Linked DNA regions of Oryzias latipes: region 1 is linked to region 2. A link is a contact called in public Hi-C data. All regions are on one chromosome and are shown on one strand. The core of a region is the stretch at or near the end of the contact, and the rest is flanking DNA. Distances in the headings are between cores, read along the strand shown. Region 1 holds the start of LOC101175197 (autophagy-related protein 9A). Region 2 holds the start of LOC101174951 (acid-sensing ion channel 1C).

What was found. A called contact is a pair of places that touch in the nucleus more often than the background predicts.
Region 1: a Hi-C map of embryo shows a contact between it and region 2, with 1.8 times the contacts expected there. The contact joins the promoter of LOC101175197 here to the promoter of LOC101174951 in region 2. A contact is called at or near these places in 2 of 5 Hi-C or Micro-C datasets (embryo and fibroblasts).

Annotation. Positions count from the first base shown.
Region 1 is chr17:27,794,441-27,799,290 of ASM223467v1, reverse strand. LOC101175197 (autophagy-related protein 9A) reads right to left here and starts at 2,621. Exons shown (of 13, transcript XM_023964921.1): 1 at 1,958-2,621; 2 at 1,742-1,785; 3 at 749-813. The coding sequence starts at 2,066. abcb8 (ATP-binding cassette sub-family B member 8, mitochondrial) reads left to right here and starts at 2,785. Exons shown (of 16, transcript XM_004079398.4): 1 at 2,785-3,005; 2 at 4,186-4,507; 3 at 4,578-4,733. The coding sequence starts at 2,902.
Region 2 is chr17:27,661,477-27,666,954 of ASM223467v1, reverse strand. LOC101174951 (acid-sensing ion channel 1C) reads right to left here and starts at 2,405. Exons shown (of 11, transcript XM_023965533.1): 1 at 903-2,405. The coding sequence starts at 1,457.

The DNA of each region.
Region 1 (4,850 bases), core at 1,372-3,871, 130 kb before region 2:
CAGCAAAAGTATCACCGCACCAGCTGCCATCAGAGCCCCCAACTGGTTTCTTGTTTTATATCCACAGGCATATTAAAAACTTTTACAGTGAAATGTCATCTGGCTTGTTTCTGCTGACATTGTCAAGTCATCTGCAGTGTGCGGGTCAAACCGAGCCAAAGAAACCAGGAACTGCAGAGGCCAGGCTTAACGGCTAATTGGACAGGCGGGACAGAACTCAGAGAGACGAGATCAGATTTAGGAAAGCATGCACAACCTACAAAGGAGGAGGGTTAAATGACGTCTGGCTATTCTTGACAGGTTTTTAAAAGGAGTTAGTTGCAGAATTTACTGTTCCGCCCCCAAAAAACGTTTCTCTTTTTGATTTCAGAGAGTGGAATTATTAATTTTGCTGTAATTGGCACATATTGAATTCGAATGGTCAAGACATAACTTCTCCAGAGATATCATCCGGGTCTGATAATATTACCAAACTCAGGTCAAAAGATGAAAAACACCTCAACTGAAACCAAAGCTGGTCAGTGAGCAAATGATCACAAAGAAGCATTAATAACACTTTAAAGTACATCAAAAGGGCACATTCTGAATTTTTTTATGATTGGAAATAGATGATTTTCTGTAATAATTTTAAGGATTGCTTTTGCTGGAGGTCACTGAGATATTAGCATAAATATATAAAAAGCCTTAGTACGTTTGTCTCTGTATCTAACGATGCAACCTGAAGGATTCCAAATAAACAAATACTTACATGAGTTCAAAAAACTCTGATAACATCATACAAGCAAATCCATTCTTTTGATGAAAATGATAAATGTGGACAAGGTGGTTAAGGAAAGTAAAACAATAGACACACACATATGAAACACCAACTTTGCTTACAATGCCAAATACATTACAGTTTGGCTTACTACCAAATCTTCTTTGCTCAGTGTCCGGTTGTTAAAGACCCACCTCGATCATCTATTAATCCATTTTCAAAATGTTCCCAGTGGTCTTTTAATTATAATTATTTAGATTTTAGCCAAAACCAACAACCTGTCATTTTCTAGGACATAGTTTCTGCAGAGCGGCAGGAGTTAGAAATTCACCTGGCATCTGTTTACACCCTCTCCTTCAACCTAACATTACAGGTGAAGCAAAAAACTGTGAGCAATGTTGGAGCTATCCAGCTGTACAGTTTTGAGCCAGATGCCAGCGCCAACGAGGAAAACAAAGGCGTTCGTGGATTTGTTTCTCTGCGAGTGGATCCATCAGAATGGAGCGGAGCAGAGAACTTGTGGTCTGCCCAGCATATTTTCTATAAAAACATATACGACCTTTTGGTTTTTTTTTAAAAATGGTGCTTTGCATCTGCTCCTGATTCAGAAGATTTGAATACAGAAATACAATTTAAAACCTGATTTTCTTTATATATGTCCACCATCATCAGAAAAAACATAATTTTCATTAGAGTGTGTCATAAAAGCATAAAAAAAAAACAAGATAAAAAAATCAATCAGGCAGAGGAAAAAACACACCAAAGCATAAAAAACACTTTTATGAGCTTGTTCTGTGGTTGACCTTTTCTAATTCCCTGTCAAGGAATCACAGTCCTGGTAGGACTGGTTGCAAAAAGAATTTTCAGATCGGTACCCTGAGGCAAGTTGTTTCGTAACAAACTCCTGGTAAACATTGTGAAATGTCATATTTTTAACCGCTGACTTGCTCTAGTTTATAGCAACAAGACATTTTGAAAGGATATCCTTGTGAAGAAGTTATCCAGGTTCTTGATATGGTGCCATGAGTCTGTCAGAAAAACAAAACACAGAAACAGCATCTTTAATAAAAAGGATAGCTTTAATACAAATTATCTCTAAAAATCGCGCTTTTGATCTGGTTTCACTTCCAGGGCTTTTACCAACCTTAAGTTGAATCTATTTTTGTACCGAACAAGCAGTAATGTTAGAGGTTTGTTTACCTTTTAGACTTTCAGGGACGTGAACTAATAAATCTTCTTCTCCAGCCGGGGAATCTTCCTCGAAGTCTTCGATCCTGTGATATTCTTGGTAGGTTTCAAAATGGGCCATGGTGCTTCACATTCTCCAGTCGGTCCAAATTGATGAGCTAAAGCTTTTACAAACAAAGTGGTCTCAGGCTCAGGACCTCGGTTCCATTATGTAGCCGCCGTGAAACCGGTAAAGCTGTTCAAAGGACAGCTACTGTAACGTTAGCTTGCTAACTCGCTTGTCGCACAAACAAACTGTGTAACCCCTCGCAGCAATGACATGGATAATACCGAGTCGAGTTAACACAAAAAAAGCAGCAAAAACGACTAAATTATTAATTGACTTTGAGTTAGACGTGAAAAGGGACAAAAGACGTAGCCAGGTAGCATGTGAATGATTCAGCCCTAGTGTGGTCCGGGTGACACAGTTTGTTTTGTTCCCGAGTCCATTCCCGGTCGCTTTAATTCCACCCCCTGTTCCCGCTTATTTATCACCGAACTAGGCTGAGGATTAAATAAACCGAGTTGAGATATCTTGAGATATGTTCACTGACATCTCAAAAAAATTATTCAACAGCCTACAAGAGTGCCCGCTGTTTTTGTCTTTCTCAAATAAATGTCAACAAAAACAGAATTGTCGTCACTTCCGTTTAGCCTACGCCATTTCCGTTTGTAGTTTAAAACAATTTATTTATTTATTTATTTTGCTTTTTCCTTTGAAAATTAAAAAATAAAACCACAATCCACCTTAGTCAAAAAATAAAATATAAATAAATTCACAAGATTTTTTTTTCTAATTCCACAAATACTCACATGCTGAGTGTCAATATGGCTGCCTACAGGGTCTTGCCGGATTACTGTTAAACCTAACAGCTTTTCAAAGCAATCATCTGTCTTTGATCAAACACGCTTCAAACATGATGCAACTCATTTGCTGTAGTAGACCTGGGATATGTTCACCATTGCGGTCACAGGTCTTTTCTGTGCCGTATAAAGCAGGAGTCCAGTGGAAGCTGTCACGGTAGGTTAGCGGTGGCTGCTCCGGATCACGACAGCAGATCTGGGTCTGTTGTTAAAGCTGCACATTTGGGACAGAACAACACTTTATTACTTTGTTTTTACTCAGACCTAAAAAATAATCACAAGAAAAGAAGATTAGAAAACATTCATCCATCCAATGAACTACGATTACGGTAACGTTCATGTAGAAACGACCTTCACCTTGTCTTTATTTAAAAGTAGGAGTGCAAATAGAGAAAACCAATATTATCCTAAATTTAAGTTTTTTTTAATCTCTTTTTTCATGAAGTTTTCCCAGAAAAATAGTAATCATTTAGGCATAAAATGACCTTTACTTGAGCTCTGTGGGAACTCAGAGTTCAAGGCAATAACCAACCTTCAGCCTATGGCTCCTCTGATTGGTCCTATAGAATAACGTTTTATTTTTTACAGACTAAGTTTAAATGTCGACACCATAAAAAAAAAAAAAAAAAAAAAAAAACACAAGACATGCAGAACAATGAAAAGACACCTCAGTGTTTTTTATTCTTTTTATCAAATCAACTTTAAGTCTAAACATATACAAAACTTCTGTCAGTTAAGAAACGAAAAATCAACTTGACATAGTTTTCACTTGGATAAATGAACAAATGGTAAAAAACACGAGACACTATGGAAACCCTTTCCAGTCCCATATCACCTGGATAATTGAGACATCACAATCCCAGCACAGTGTTACTATTGATGCATTACATTGCTATTGTCACACACAAAAGTCAGTTGCAGGTTTTGTCGTTTTGACTGGCAGTCACTGTTTTTGTTGTTTCCTTTTGTCAACATTAAGAACTCAAGGAAAATGAAATTTAAAAAAGGGGACATAGTTTTGTTTCCTTTGAAGTTTGATAATAATTTAAAATACTGACTGAAATTTTGACTGCTTTAACTTTTTTTACATTCATCAATTGTAGGCTTTAATTTGCTCGTCACTTTTCAATTTTATGTTTGGATATTTGGATTTCTGGTGACACTGTGATGCTTTAACCACTGAATTTTCTCAGAGACTCACTAAAAATCTCAGAGTTTTTTAGTAAAACAATGCTTTGTTTTATTGTTTTTACAAATTTCCCAGTTCATTAACTTGTTTTAACCTTTTAGGTTCTGCTCTTCTTATGTCAGTTTTCCTGTTTATTCCTGTTGTCCAGGCGGATTTCTTCAGTGACTTGTGCACGGAGCTCCTCACAGCAGCTGGGGAGCGCCGTCAGTCGCTTTTGGAGTCTAACTCAGAGGAGCATACGACGCTCTCCAAAGGGCGCCATCACACCCCGGGGTTTGAAATTCCTCCTCGGACCAGCTTTTTTAACTGTCTCATCACGCTTATTTTGCCACGTAGCTCACTGTCAGGAAGATGTGAACAACAACACTCCAATAGAAGTGGTGACCAAAGACTCACTGCCTGAGTTCAAATGGCACATCCTGTGGGAGTTTGTCAAACCTCAACTGTTTGCGCTCACCTGTGCAGTTGTGGTGAGTTTTACCAGTTTCATTATACAACAGTAATACACTGGAATTGAAATGACGATGTCTCTCGTTTCAGCTCGCCTTCGGTGCAGCCATTTTGAACATTCAAATCCCGCTGATGCTTGGGCATCTGGTCAATGTGGTTGCACGCCACCTCAGGGACAATACAGGCAATTATATAGGGGAAATGAGAGGGCCTGCCCTGAAATTACTTGGAATGTATGGTATCCAAGTAAGTACCTAGGTAATCCTAATTATTTTTTAGTAATTCTAAAACTGTTTTCATAGGACAGGATTTGGAAATTAGGCATTTAAAAAAGTAAGGAAGTTTAAGGCAACATACAAGACA
Region 2 (5,478 bases), core at 1,156-3,655:
CGCCAAGAAAGCAGCTGTATTCCTCTTTGCCGCCCGCAATCTTCTCTCTAACAACATTAAAAGCTTTGTATATACAAAGATCCAATAGCCAAACAGAAAAAGGTGAGCTGCTGGATGACCTCCATTGTTGATGTTATTAGCCTCACCCCGCATGTGCCGTGATGGTTCAACTTTGAGTGGAAACGCTCACCTAAATTGACCGGACCATTCTAAACCAGACCGGACCATAGTGGAAACGAGGCTTTATATTTCTCATCATCCTATCCGGGTGCAGAGTCTTTCCATCACAGCAGAGAGCACCTTGGCAGTGTTTTAGAGGTAATGTTATGGCTGTGGCTGTGAATGAATTGTTTTGCTTGAAAGGACAGGAAGCATTTATTCGAACAAAACGTAAACACTTTTAAACTCAACAACTTCTCCAATACTCTATAAAAATAATATGCAAATAATAAATGCAAACATTGATGAACCACAATATTATAAAAATAATCTAGATAAAACACAAAATGCAACTCTGGCCATGAAAGTCTCTCTCAAAGATGCAGCCAATTTGTGCACAGCTCACACTATCTGTTCCCTCTTCATCATACCAAGATGTTCTGAGAGATCACAGAGTGAATTCTGAGAGAAGTTCTGCTTAAAAATCTACTCTCATCACAAGTTTGATGCCAAACTTGAAGTCAACACTTCTGAAATATCACCGGAGAATCTTTTTTTGGGAGTTTGCAAAAACCTAGAATGGATTAAAACACCAGATCTGATTAAAAATGGAATGGAAATGAGGGTAAACATCAGTTTTGAATAAAACATATAATCCACATTTAAGTTTATCTGAACCTGAAATAAAACGGGAGACTCTGAAAAGAAAAAGATCAGCAGATATGTAAATAATTACTACTCACTGTGGTAAAATTCATGGCGTAGCAATCCTCTCCTCGAAAGGTGCATTGTAGCAACATTTCACTAATGTCGTGTCCTGTTCGGTTATAGAAATCAGTCATGTTGAAAAGTTTGGGTTTAAAGTTGTTGAAGTTTGCCTTGTCCTTCAGCGCAGCCAGAACTTCAGGCTCGGCTAAATGAGGGTTGGCTATTTGGTGGTCGTTATTGAGGAGGGCCAAAAGCTCTCCAACATGATAGAGGTCATTTCTGGTGATTTTGGAAAAGCGGAATTCATTAAGATTACAGAAAGTGACTGCTGGGAAAGTCAGGTTTGTTGCTGCCACTTCATCTAGCTTGGTGACGTGAGGATATTCTAGATAATATACCACCCGATCCATGCAGACCAGCATCAGTAAACTTAATGATCCCAGGAATGACAGCGTCCAGAGAAATCGACGAAATGTCATGTGCCCATAGGCAAATATGTGACTCATGCCATGGAGGGTAGATATATTGGCAAAAGCTTGCAGATTGGAGGGCCTGGCACTCTCAATGCTCTCCTCCGAGCTTCCTTTCATGACTGTAGTGATGCTCAGTGCCGTCTTCTCAATAATTTCAAGTTGTAGGCTTTGCTTAGCAACAAGAAAAGCGGAGTCGGCCAACAGTGACGCTTTGGCAAACGGACTTGTTTTCCCCAAAAGAAGTAGTAATGTTGTACTCAATGGCTACTTTAAAATGGTTGTCAGTCTCTGTGACTGTTTTTGTTTGATTGCAGATTTCATGCCGTTGGTCTGCAGCTTGCACAGGAGTCCCTGGTCTCCTTCTCTTTAAGTCTGCTGTTCTATTGTGTCCAAAGCTGTCTCTCACACTCCTTGCTTAGCTGTCCTCTGTGGACGCGCACCAAACACAATGACAGAAACACCCACTTGTGTCGGAGCAAAGAGCCTTCGGTCTCCAACTCAATTACACAGTTGAAAAAAAAAAGCAGAACAGAGAAAAACAGCAAATTTAAAAGAAAAAAGGCGAGAGATGACAGGGAGGGGGGGCTGTAATGAAAAGGGCTAGCATTTAGAAAGAGGTGCTAAGCCTCCAGCAGTCAATGGGACCATTCCTCCAATCTGAGAGAATGCCTCTACATCGCTGTGATAATGGGATGCAACGCTTTTGTGAATGAAGGTAATAAAGAGAGAAACAGCTCACTGGTCCCTTGCTGCCACCTTCCCCTTTTCTCTTGTGTCTCTTTAGCGGTTCTCTTCCAAGAAATGAAAATGAAGGGGGGTCAGAGACCTCCGACCAGCGCACCACTGTGCTTGACAACCGGCGTTCATAGATTCCACACGTTCCACTTCCTTTTTTGCACAGATCCTCAGTTAACGGAGAAGACCACCTCTTGATGCTTTAGGACCACCCCCACCAGCACCACCCCAAAAACCACTTCGAGACCCCCGAGCTTTAGTCGCGTTAACATACAGATTTATATTCTGCCGTGTGAAACCTCTCGCTTTCTCTCCTCCTGTCGCTCTCTCCCACCACTCCCCCACTTCTTGCTCTCTCAGCCTCCCTCTCTCTCCCCCTCTTTAGTAGTCAAGATTCATCCCACTGCTGAACGGCTGCTTTTCCTTTGAGTCTGTTCTCACAGACAACTCTCTCAATCTGGACACAATCTTCACTCTTTCACTATTCCTTTATTTTCTTCAGCAGTTCCTCTTCTTGCCGTCAAACAATGCTGCAGCTTGCTTCTTCAATGCATTGATATAAATATGATAGATTGGAAGCTTAGAGGTATTCAATACCCATTTGTTATATTTTTGAAGCATTTCAAGCAATAAAAACAGGTCAAAAGCAGCTTCATCCACCTATAATCTAAAATACACTCACCGGTCACTTTAACAGGTACACCTGTCCAATTGATGGTTAATCCAAATTTCTAATCAGCCAATCACACGGCAGCAACTCAATACATTTAAACATGTATACATGGTCAACAAGATCTGCTGCTGTTCAAACTGAGCATCAGAATGGGGAAGAAAGGTGACAGAAGTGACTTCAAACATAGCATAGTTGTTGGTGCCAGACCGACTGGTCTGAGTATTTCAAAAACTACTGAGCTACTGGAAATTTCACCTACAACCATTTCTGGCGTTTACAAAGAGTGGTCTGAAAATGAGAAAATATCTAGCAGCAGTTCTGTGGGCAGAAATGCCTTGTTGATACCAGAGATCGGAAGAGAATAGCCAGACTGGTTCCAGCTGATAGAAAGGAAAGCGTAACTCAAATAACCACTGGTTCCCACAGCAGCAGAAGACCAAACCGGGCATCACTCCTGTCAATTAAGAACAGAAAACTGAGGATACAATTCACTCAGATTCACCAAAACTGGACAACAGAAGATTGGAAAAACATTGCCTGTTCTGAAGAGTTTCTATTTTGCTCTTTTCTGTTTGACGACACGACAATCGTTGCTTTGCATTTGTCCACGGCTCATTTGTTGCTTAATTCCTACTCTGTTTACAACGGCTATGGTGGCCATTTGGGCCACTTGTTCCACTCCAAGGACGGATTGTATTCAGACTGAGGAATCTCAGAGTGAACCGAAGCTCAGTCCGATTGGAAACGAACCGAGACCACCTCCAAAGAGCGGTTCTTGGTCCCGGACCAGGGTCTGCTTGGGTGTATTCAGACTGAAAATTTGTTCCAGACTATAGGGGGACACAAACTCTGGATCACTTAAAGCTGCCCAAATGTGGTAAATGGCGTATACTTATATAGAGCTTTCTACCTTCTTTTGAAGGCCCAAAGCGCTTTACAGTCACAGCCCCATTCACCCAGTCACACAGTCACATGCACATTCACACACTGATGGCGGCTCCGCTGCCGAACACTGGCGCCAACCTCCCACCAGAGGCACAAGGTTATAATAGTTTCGGATTTTTTATTAGTTTTAGTTTTTATTTCGTTTTGAATTTTTGTTTTTAAATTTATTTAGTTTTAATTAGTTTTTAGAGGCTGCTTTACTAGTTTTATTAGTTTTTATTTTTTGAAATTGCTTCGTTTTAGTTTAGTTTTTATTAGTTTTAGTGTTAGTTTTAGTTTTTTCTTTCTTTTTTTTTTTTTTTGTAAATTAGGATATTTGTCAGGTGCATGATTCAAAATCACCAGAATAAGTATTGTATGATAAAAACGCAATCAAAGATACATTTTGAAACACTTATTATTCAGAGGACACAAGGACAACCATCCTTAAATTAAAATACAACAGCTGATAACAGCATTACGTTATCTGCTCTCGCTTCTTTTTCGGGGGAGGGCGGGCGACAGGCTAGCTTGTCTAGGTACTGTTGATTTGCGTTGTTGTGTGCGCTTTTTAAATGTACTTTTAGATTCGTAGGGTTTTTCCCTTTGAGGAGTGTTCCACAAACTTTATCTCCTGCTTCAACTACAAGGCACTTACTTTAGTTTTCGACGCTGTTAAATTCAAAAAAGTTCCAAATAGGACTCTCCCGCTTTCTCCCAACTTTTAATGCAGCCATCACGCTCATGATGTAAATGTCTAGCCGGCAGTGTCTGACAGACATCATGTGACGTCACAGACAACGTGATGCCGTAGGGTGGAGCCCTGCGTGGGACTAATTTCTTCATCCCGCTCCCGCCCGCTGAATTTCTGACCAATCCCGCCTGCTCCCGCAACGTATGCGTTACACTCCCGCCCACACCCGCAATATGTATGTCCACTCCCGCCCGCACCCGCAAAACTCATAAAATTTAGTCCCGCACAGTAATAGAGATGCATTGATTTTGTATCGTCTCCCGTCCCGCAGGAAAAAAACACGTATTTGTATTGATATTATTAAAGAGATTCATGTCCCTCCCCCAGCCTCATCTTTTCATGCATTCCTCTTTTGTGTAATTTGCAACTTAATTATTAAATATATTTTTACAAATCCCGTTCGGTTAAAAGTGTGCTTGTGTGCGCGCGCAGACAGACGGCCTGAAGCGCGCTCTTAGTAAGAGGCGGGGCGGGGCGCACCCCCAACAACAGGTTAGATGACAGAGGCCATTGTGTGTCTCTACCTGGTGCCTTCACGGAGCTTCAGTACATAAGAATCCAACAGCCGCTCAGCCTAACGTAGTCCGCTAATATATATTCATGAGATTTTCATGGCAACACTGATCCCGCGGGTTTTTTTTCTGCCGCCCGCTCCCGCCCGCAGCACAATTCAAACCGCCCAATCTCGCGAGATTTGGGTTGGGTCCCGCGGGACCCAATCCCAATGCAGCCCTCTAGTTCAGATACACAGTAAAACTAGCAGGGTGAAGTAAATAGACTTTATTTCAATCCAAAAGACTTATGTATTAACAAAGACGAAAACGAAGTATTTTTTGGGGTTAATATTATTTAGTTTCAGTTAGTTTTATACACACAAACAGTTTTAGTTAGTTTTCGTTTTTTTTAAAAACTCTCGTTTTTATTTTTATTTCAGTTAACGAAAATGTTTTTTCAGTTCTAGTTTTAGTTTTTTCGTTCGTTTTCGTTAACTATGATAACCTTGCAGAGGCATGGTGGGGTTCAGTGTCTTGCCCAAGGACACTTCGACAAGA